Regions from separate parts of the Mus musculus genome. Here region 2 is linked to region 1. Evidence: chromatin contacts called from public Hi-C data. All regions are on one chromosome and are shown on one strand. The core of a region is the stretch at or near the end of the contact, and the rest is flanking DNA. Distances in the headings are between cores, read along the strand shown.

Evidence for each region. A called contact is a pair of places that touch in the nucleus more often than the background predicts.
Region 2: a contact with region 1 is called in a Hi-C map of the C2C12 cell line, with 3 times the contacts expected there. The contact joins two enhancer-like sites.

Annotation. Positions count from the first base shown.
Region 1 is chr12:9,976,718-9,981,332 of GRCm38.p6, forward strand. No RefSeq gene overlaps it. Among named protein-coding and RNA genes, the nearest start is that of Gm33734, 59 kb to the left of the region's middle. Within about 2 kb of position 2,579, at least 60 of the 459 cell types and tissues checked have an H3K27ac peak or open chromatin away from gene starts, as enhancers often do. A contact at or near this core is called in the C2C12 cell line, where this site is marked.
Region 2 is chr12:10,531,814-10,536,707 of GRCm38.p6, forward strand. No RefSeq gene overlaps it. Among named protein-coding and RNA genes, the nearest start is that of Gm38407, 88 kb to the left of the region's middle. Within about 2 kb of position 2,373, at least 3 of the 459 cell types and tissues checked have an H3K27ac peak or open chromatin away from gene starts, as enhancers often do. A contact at or near this core is called in the C2C12 cell line, where this site is marked.

The DNA.
Region 1 (4,615 bases), core at 1,329-3,828:
GAGAGTAAGCCACAGAGAATCAGAGGTAATGAGCATACCCCGGCTCACTTGCCTGGCAGTGGTGGTGTGAACTGAAGGTCTTCTCACACCACCATACCTGGATCTTCCATGACACTGATTTCCCTGCGAACGTCCTCAACCATGAGAATTGAGGCTGACATAGACTGAAAACCATTAAGTAATTACATTTATTAAGTATGTTTACATTGATATCTAAATAGTATATAAATATATTTTAAACATCATACAGAAACAGAGCCCTGCTAAGTACAGGCTATTTTTTGCAACTTCATGGTTGATTTATTTTTACAATTTATATGTATGCTTCATAGTTTATATAAATTACTAACAATAATTATTGTCATCATTTGTGTATTGAAATGATATGTAAACATACACAAATATATAACTTATAGCAATGCAAATTAAAGACAAATATACATGAATATATAATACATAAGCATGACATATGACATAAAATAGTATAAATTCAGAATTTGTGATCTAACCTACAGCATGTAATATAATATGTAATATAATCTAATATAGGGATATATACAGCTTAATATAGTATTTATTTAAGATATATAATGACAATTACATCACATGCTCATCTAAAATTATACATATTTGTTTATAGAATTGTCATATACCAACATACAGTATTATTATAGTAAATAATATTCATTCACAGTATCCTATAGTAAGGGAAAAAACAATGATATCTCTGTTCAGGATATGACTGGGTATTTACCCTGAAATATGAAACCCTTATTTCAAATCCCAAACACCCATATATAAACCTTTACATAGGTATGTGTACTTGTAACCTCAACTTTGTGGTTGGAGGTAGATGGATCCTGAGACCTCACTAGACAGTAAGGCTTTCTGAAATGGCAAGTTCCTGGTTCTGCAAAGAGACACTGTTTCAAGGCAGTAAGGTAGAGAGTGATCTAGGCCAATAGTCTGTGTCCTGCTCTAGCCTCTGCATGCAACTGCATGGGCATATGCACTCATATACTCATGTGCAGGCACCATGCACACATATATCATCAATACAAAAATAACATAGAAAATACATGAAATTTGGTGATATGTTACGTAGTATGACAACAAATACATTGAACTCTACATTATATAATATAGTGGCTTCAGCCCTGGGGAATGAACATTTGTTGATTGTCATTTCTTTGGAAAGAGTACAGGGCATCTTTCATGTTGCTGCCTCTAGACCTCAACAAACCTGCAAGAATAGTTTTCATCCTTAGAAAAGCAATGGAACCTGAAGTCACAATTTTTTTCTCTTTAAAAACACAGTACTAGCAAAAAGAACCATGAGTAACTCTAGTTCTTTCTAATTTAATAATAATTGTAGACCCTTGGAGTTGGAGATATGTCTCAGAGGTTAAGAATACCAGCTGCTTTTCCAGAGGACCTGGATTTGATTCCTAAATGCTTTCATGGTCTGACAACTCCAGTGCCAGCAGATTTGATTCTTGCAGGCACTGCATGAACATGGTGAATATACATACATAATACATAATATGTAATACATAATATGTAATACATAATATGTAATACATAATATGTAATACATAATACATACATGCCTAATACATGCATGCATACACACATATACATAAATGCATTCAGTCAAAACTCACATAAACATAAAAAAACATGAAAAATCATGTGCTTTGTGTGTGTGTGTGTGTGTGTGTGTGTGTGTGTGTGTGTGTATGTGTGTGTGTGTTTTCTATCAAGTCAGATAAGTGAGTCAGTGAGGGCAAGAAATGGAGGAAATACAGGGAGAGAAAGGAATTGTGTTTGGGGCTTGCCCTGTCCTTACATTTGAAAGCATTACAGAACTTGTAACTTCTCACTGATGGAAAGAAAGGCTAAGGAAGCCCATACTACTACACCACAGTCTTTCAGTCTCCTTGGGGTAAAGGGCAAGAGGCAAGGATTTAGAGCACGTGTCCTGACGTAGCCACATGTACTCTGGGTGGCAGAAACCCTGCAGTGTGACACCATTATGACCAGAATCCATAAGCTCAAAGCATTCTTTGGAATTCAATGCCTCTGATTGCTGTGTAAGTGCTTGATATTGGAAAGACTGCCAGAAACAAGACAGATGAGGAGGAGCTGCCAGCTGGGCACTGAATCAACAGTGCCAACACTGGGAAAAAGCATGCGAGTCCATGGAGATCTCTTAGCTATTTACCAAAGGGGAGGATTGTTTATTTCCTAGGTATCTCCCAAAGAGCCCATTTATGAGCTCCATTTATGACTTCAAACAAGCTATCTGGCAGAGATGTGGCAGCAAAGATAAGGAAAGGACTAATTAATGCTCTTGCACCATGCTTCAACACCCAGATCTGTAATTACCCAAGTTGTGTGCTTAACCACCAAAATTTATTTTAAAATACAAACTAGCTTTTAAGTATCTTTTAAAATGTGACTAATAGTTTTATCTTGTTCCTGGCACCATTTCCTCTGCTTGTTAGGGTTATAAATAGGGTATTCCACTTGGCAAGAGTCTTGACCGTGGCATTGCTGCAATGGTTCTATAGTTACTCTAACAAAACAGAACATAACTGGCATATTTCTCCTCAAACTTTCCTAACATTTACACTGCCATCTGCATACTTTTCCTTTGACTTCACTCTGAAAATCACATGCTCTTCTGATGCATACCAGAGACTTGACTATGTAGACATTTGGTGGGGGTGGGGGAAAGAAATCTAGAGAGAACAGTGAGAATTAGCAGCATTTTCTCATTTCTGATGTCAGACACTTATTACCTGCAACACTGCAACCATTTTTAAGAAGTATTTAATCAAGCTTTCTTTGAGGTCAATTCTGGATAAGGGACAAAATTCCCTGTTAATGTACCACTGTGAATAACAGCATTGCTTTCTTGGGGGTTATATAGTTAATTTCCTACATTCCAATAAATCTATAGAGAAGTGTGCCAATGGAATGTACAGGCTGTGTGTGTGTGTGCCCATGTATATGTGGGCACAAGGAAAATCAATGGTGAGTTTTACAAACTCAAGTGACTAAGTTATAATTAAAGACTTAGAGCATATAAATGTTCATTGCCAATGTTTGAAATAAATGTTAGATAATGTACATGGTTGTGTAAAAGCATGGAGATGATAAAAAATACTTTCAGAGAAAGACATAAAAATACAAATTTCACAAGTTTGTTTCTAAGATACTTGAGGCCCCTTAATACATAGCTGATTTTCACCCTGTTCAGGTTTAAAAAAATAAAGAAGAAGAAGAAGAAAAGAAAGAAAGAAAGAAAGAGAGAAAGAAAGGAAGGAAGGAAGGAAGAAAGGAAGAAAGAAAGAAAGAAAGAAAGAAAGAAAGAAAGAAAGAAAGAAAGAAAGAAAGAAAGGAAGAAAGAAAGGAAGAAAGAAAGGAAGAAAGGTAGTTTAGGCACTAGTTTAAGGGTTTTTTTTTGGGTTATTTGTTGTTTTGGCTTTCTGTTTGTTTGTTTGTTTGTTTGTTTATATTTTGCTTGTTGGTCTGGTTTGTTTTGGTTAATGGCAAAGAATTCTTAGAAGTGCAATATTTGGGCAGGCAAATGAAGATAGCCTTCTCTGTGATATTGGATAAATTATCCCACCAGTATCACATGGTTAGTCAAAGCATCAGTTTAATGAATGTCAAGCTGGGCAGTGGTGGTGCATGCCTTTAATCCCCACTTGGGAGGAAGAGGCAGGTGGATTTCTGAGTTTGAGGCCAACCTGGTCTACAAAGTGAGTTCCAGGACAGCCAGGGCTACACAGAGAAGCCCTGTCTCAAAAAAGAAAACAAACAAACAAAAAAAAAACCAAACAAACAAAAAAGGAAAGTCTAAGTGTCCACTGATTGTTTTTGAATCTCTAGGTGTTCTGTTTGTGCTTTTACATCCTGGAGTAAAGGCCAGGGTATTGTGTAATTATACTGTGTGACTTCAATCCATTGCCTGAGTGTCTCTGGGTGAGAATTTACCACCACAGAAACAATCTAGAACTTAATTGTGAAGCCCTTTTTGTTGTAAAAGAAAACAGTGACTGGTGTGTGGTGTGGGTGATTGTGTGTATATTGATGTTGCTGTTTTTGTATTTTTTTTTCTTTAGTGTGACTGTTTACTGCTTGTGGTTTTGACATTTTTGTCTTGTATCCTTACGAATTTAGGATTTCCTTAGGATCTCAAGAAGCAATAGTTTGTATCACTGTTTTAACATTACTTTCAGATGTAGAAGGGAATGGACATTTATATGTAATTGAATAAAATGAAGTGATATTCAGAATATAATATCTTATGGCTTTGAAATAATATAGACAACATGTTGGATAAGTTGTTTTGGTTTTGTCATTCTAAGTTCATTGGAAACTAAGAAAAAATGACTTTGGAAAAGGAAGAAAGGGGAGAGAAGGAGAGATGGGAGGAAGAGAAGAAAGACAGAGAGAAACAGTTCATCCACGGATCAACTGGTTAATCGCACCACGTTTAACCTCCAATTCTTGTCACTTCCAAAAATTTTAAATATTGAATAAAAGCATTATAAGCTAGCTCAAGACTAAGCTTTGCAAAAAAGTACCACCTGTCTAACAAATG
Region 2 (4,894 bases), core at 1,123-3,622, 550 kb after region 1:
TGTCAAGATGACTTGAAGATTGAAATAACTAAGTTCATCAAGAAATAAAGTAGATAACAGTAAGCCAGGGGGGTTTATTCAGTTCAGAACATATCTAAAGTAAAAACCAAACAAAGGACAAGGTGGGGTGCAAGAGAAAAATTCTGGGCTCCCTGTGGACTATTCTAGAAACAAATTAAAGGAAATAAAGGGAAATTTAGAGACTATAAAAATGAACATGTTTCATAAGGTTTTAAAGAGTAAAAAATCCTCCACAGAAACTATGATACTGATGCTTCCTAAAATCAAAGACCAATATTGAATACCAGCAATGGTGGCACATCAGCTATTTAATCCTACAGCTGTCTACTACATGGGCTCAGAATCCTAGAGGAAAACAATACTGCCTTTTCCTTTCCATTTTCATTGTCAATTTGACTGGGCCTGGAATCACCTTGAAGTTGTACATCTGGGCACATCTTAAAGGGTGTTCCTAGGGACATATAAGTGAGAGAAGAAGATAGACCTATCCTGAATGTGATAGTAACATCCTATAGGCTAGGGACCTGAATTGAATAAAAAGAAATTCAAGGAAGAAGTTGACACAGTGCAATCAGTCACTCCCTACACCTACTAAATGATCTCATGTTATAAGCTGACATAAGTCACTCTTTAAGTTCTTTTCCATGTATTTTATCACAATGTTCAATGTACATAATATACAAGAAAAGTAAATAAACCTTGAAGCCAAATTAATGCCTGCAGCAATAATAATTGCAAAGGATTTTTGTATCTCAGAGAATAGTAGCTAAAGCCTATTGTGAGGGTGGTGTGGCATTTTAAAACCTCTGCACAGTATGAAACAATTACAAGAATAAACAGATAAACTAAAGAACAGAATAAAAATATTTCCAGGCTATTGACTTGCAAGGAATTGATATTCAGAATATATAAAGAATACAACTAGCAAAAGAACAAATAATCCAACTTGCAAATGGGCAAATTGATTATCCATTTGAAAAATAACACACACATATGAAAACAACAGCAGCAGCAGCAGCAACAACCATAAGCAGTTGCTAAATGTGTGGGGGAAACATCAAGATATTTAGTCATCAGGAAGATGCAAATTAATCCTACTCTAAGTCTCGTTCATTCTCTTCTTTATTTTTGAGAATTTAATAGATGTGTACAATAAAATATCATTTCTTCCATTATTCCCATTCATGGCTCCCCTACCCCCTTTGGATAGCCTACTACGTCCAGTTAGTCCTGCCTTTATGTGTATGGGTGGGGCCATTCTGTGGAGCATGGGAAAACTATTAGGGCCATAATATCAATACAGAATGATTATTTGCTAGGAACTATCACTACCAATAGCTCCTCATATGAAGTGGGACCTTGAGATCATCTACTCTATGTATGCCAAGATTTTGACTGCTGAGAGTTAATAAGTTCAATAGCCATATCACATCCGGAAAACATCATCATTTCTCCTGTCTTCCAGATCTGACATTCTTTCTTCCTCCTCTCCTTCTAATGTTCCCTGAACTTGCTGGAGATGAGGTTTTGTTTAGGGCTGAGCTCTTGGTCCCTTATTCTCAGTGCTGTGAATAGCAACTCATCTCTCCATGATTGCTTACAGTACAGGGAAAAAAAAAAAAAAAAAAACAAAACCTCTCTGACCAAGGTTGAGACCTCGGGTCTGTCTGCCAGGAGACAAGCAACCTTGAGAAGTCTGGGATGCTACCTTGGGATTCTATTTCACCCTTGTCTGATGGCTATCATCAAGAAAACAAAAATGGTAAGGAGCATTATTGACTAAATCATAAAGTAGTCAGTTCACAATGGGAATTAGTATGGCAAAAGCCTCAAAAAAAACTAAGAAGAGAACTAGACTATGACCTTGTTACATCACTCCAGAACGTACATATAAAGAAACAAAATCTGTATACATGCCCAAATATGCAAGCTTATTGTAGCACTAGTCACTATAGCCAATTTATGCAACAGCCTTGATATCTGATGATGAATGAATGACTGAAGTATGGCTTATGTACACAATGGGTGTTATTATTTAGCCATGAAAAAGAATGAAACTATTTAATTTGCAGAGAAAATAATTGAGTGAAAATTGAGATCATATTACATAAAATAGCTAAATTCATGTAAGAACATATCTTACATATTTTCTCTCATATGCAGAATTTAGACTTTTAAAGAAAAAAAATCAAACAAGACCCACCCCATGGGAGACAGCCAAGCCCGACACTTTCATGATATTCTGCTATGCTTGCAGACAAGAGGCTACCATAACTGTATTCTGAGACGCTCCATCCAGCGACTGATGGAAGCAGATGCAAAGACCCATAGCCAAAACATAGGTGGAGCTCAGGAAGTCCTGTGGAAGAGCTGTGGGAAGCACTGAGGGGGAGCTGGAAGGATCAAGGATACCACAGGATGACCTACAGAGGAAACTAATCTGTGCCTATGAGGCGCACAGAGACTAAACCACCAACCAAAGAGCATGCGTGGGCGGGATCTAGACATCCTGTCAGAAGTAGCAGATGCATAGCTTGCTCTTCATATGGGTCCCTTAACAATTGGAGCAGGAACTCTCTCTGACTCTGTTGCCTGCCTTTAGATTGCTTTCCCACAGCTGGGCTTCCTTGTCTGGCTTCAATGGGAGAGGGTGCACTCAGTCTTGCTGAGATGTAAGAGGGTAGGCTGGTAGCCGTGGAAGGCCTCCTCTTATCTGAGGAAAAGAGGATGGGGAATGGAGGAGGGTGTGTGAGAGTGGAACTGGGACGAGAGTAGCGAAATGTCTGTGATCAGGCTGTAAAGTGAATGAATGAATGAATAAATAAATTGGTGAAGAAAAATAGAAAAAAAATCAGACAAGAAAGTAAAGGATAGTAATTGGGAAGAGGAAAGGAACCAATGAGAGGAGCCAAGGAGGACAAAGGAAGTGGGTGTGGTTAAAAAGCACTATATATATATATATATATATATATATATGAAAGTATTAAGATGGAATGCACTATTTTACATAATCAACATGTGTTAATATTGCAAATATTATAATATTAGTATACATATAACTAAAAACCTTTTTTTTTCTGAAGGAAAGTAGACAGCCACCAAGGAGTTGAACCTGAGATGGCCTGGATGGAAAAGGTCCTTGCTGCCAAGGCCAAGGACCTGAGTTCAAACCACAGGTCCTTCTAACCTCTTCATATAGGTAGATACACAAACACATAAACAAAAATAAACAAATAAAATGTAAAAGTGGATCTAACATTTAATATTCAATGTAAAGATTGAATGCTAACTTTCCTTTTCTTGTACCTTGAGCCAGGTAGGTGCTGCCTCTAACTGATTCATGAAGAATATCCGAGAAAGTACAGTAATGGAGATAATTTGCTGTGGTTTATGTTTGACATGGTCTAGTGTGCTGTGTCAGGGCGGTGGTGTGAAGCAGGATGCGAGGCTAGTAGGAAGCTTCCGTCAATGGCATGCATCCCTGAAGTGGGTTAGAGGACGTTTGTCCCTTGGTTCTTTCTGCCTCTGGCTTCCCAGGTATGGGATGAGTGGTTTGTCTCAGTCACTCTCATGACACACTGCGTTTTCCAAAATATAAGGCTAACTGATCATCAATGGAACACTCTAAAACTGTGAGCCAATATAGTCATGTTCTCTAGATATCTCTAGATAGTTGTGGATCTCGGTGTTGACCGAGTGATCAGAAGCTAGCAGTCAGTAATGTGGAGAGCTCGGCTAGTTTCATGCTCTGTGCCAGTTGAGTTTTTTGAGTCTTTTTATGTTGCTTTCTCTTACAATTATCTTAGAATACAATTACTTCCTTACCTGTCTTTGATCACATTGTTTATGAGACTAGTAGGAGCCAAACTACTTCACCATGACACTGAATCCCTACCACTGACCAGAGGAGCAGAGTTGATTTCTATGAGCCTGGGAAACCTGCTGGAAATACCAGACCTCTTCCTCTGAGCCCTAGCACAGGTGAATAATGGCTTTTTAAAACTCTTTATTTTAGGAAGCTGAATTGATATATTGAAACATGGTCCCAGGAGCTGGATGTGAACTGTCCAGCTAGAAGAGTAAAGAAGCCTGCAGAGGTACCCAACTCTAACGCCACCTGAGACCCCTTCCTGGCTCTGCCTTGTGTAAAGATCCACACAAGGTCCTCAAATGAAGAGCAGGGGCTGTAGATCTCCGCTGGGTCCAGGTCCAACACATGAAACTCCAGCTGTCTGGTGATGGGCTTTCTGGGCCAAGGCCAAGGCAATGGTATGCTCCTCACAGGTAGTCTTTTCCCGTTTCTGAGGCTCCCCAAGGTGTATTCAATAATGCGCTCCTCATCCTGAAGCAGATGGGAAAGTGTTTTAAAAGGTGCCAGGTTTATTTATGGAAGCAGGAGACAGCATTTAAGAGATGCGCTTTGCCAATGTGAAATGTGAACTCTCAAAACAGGAAGTGTGCTTTACTGCCCATTTATTTTATTGCTGTATCAGCTGCCCAGAGCTGAGGAATCCTTCCTCTCAGGCATTATTTATTTTCTAACTTCTGAACTAGAACGTCTTGACCATCGGTTCATCCGACTCCTTGAAGCCCGATTCCAACTCCGACCATGTGCCCTGTGCCTTACTGTCGTCCGGAATGCTTCACGGAGAGCACTGGAGACATTGGAAAAACATTGCTCAGCCAGCGTCTTTGTGTTTATGTACACGAGAAGCTGAAAACAATGAAACCAAATGATAATAGATGGTAAACATTGTAAATGCTTCTTAGAATGATGGAGAAATTACGAACTCTTCTCTTCTATCTTAAGACGCTTGGAAACACTGAATCATCACTGAAGCCACATGACATTCTCCGTGGAAGAAAATAGCTA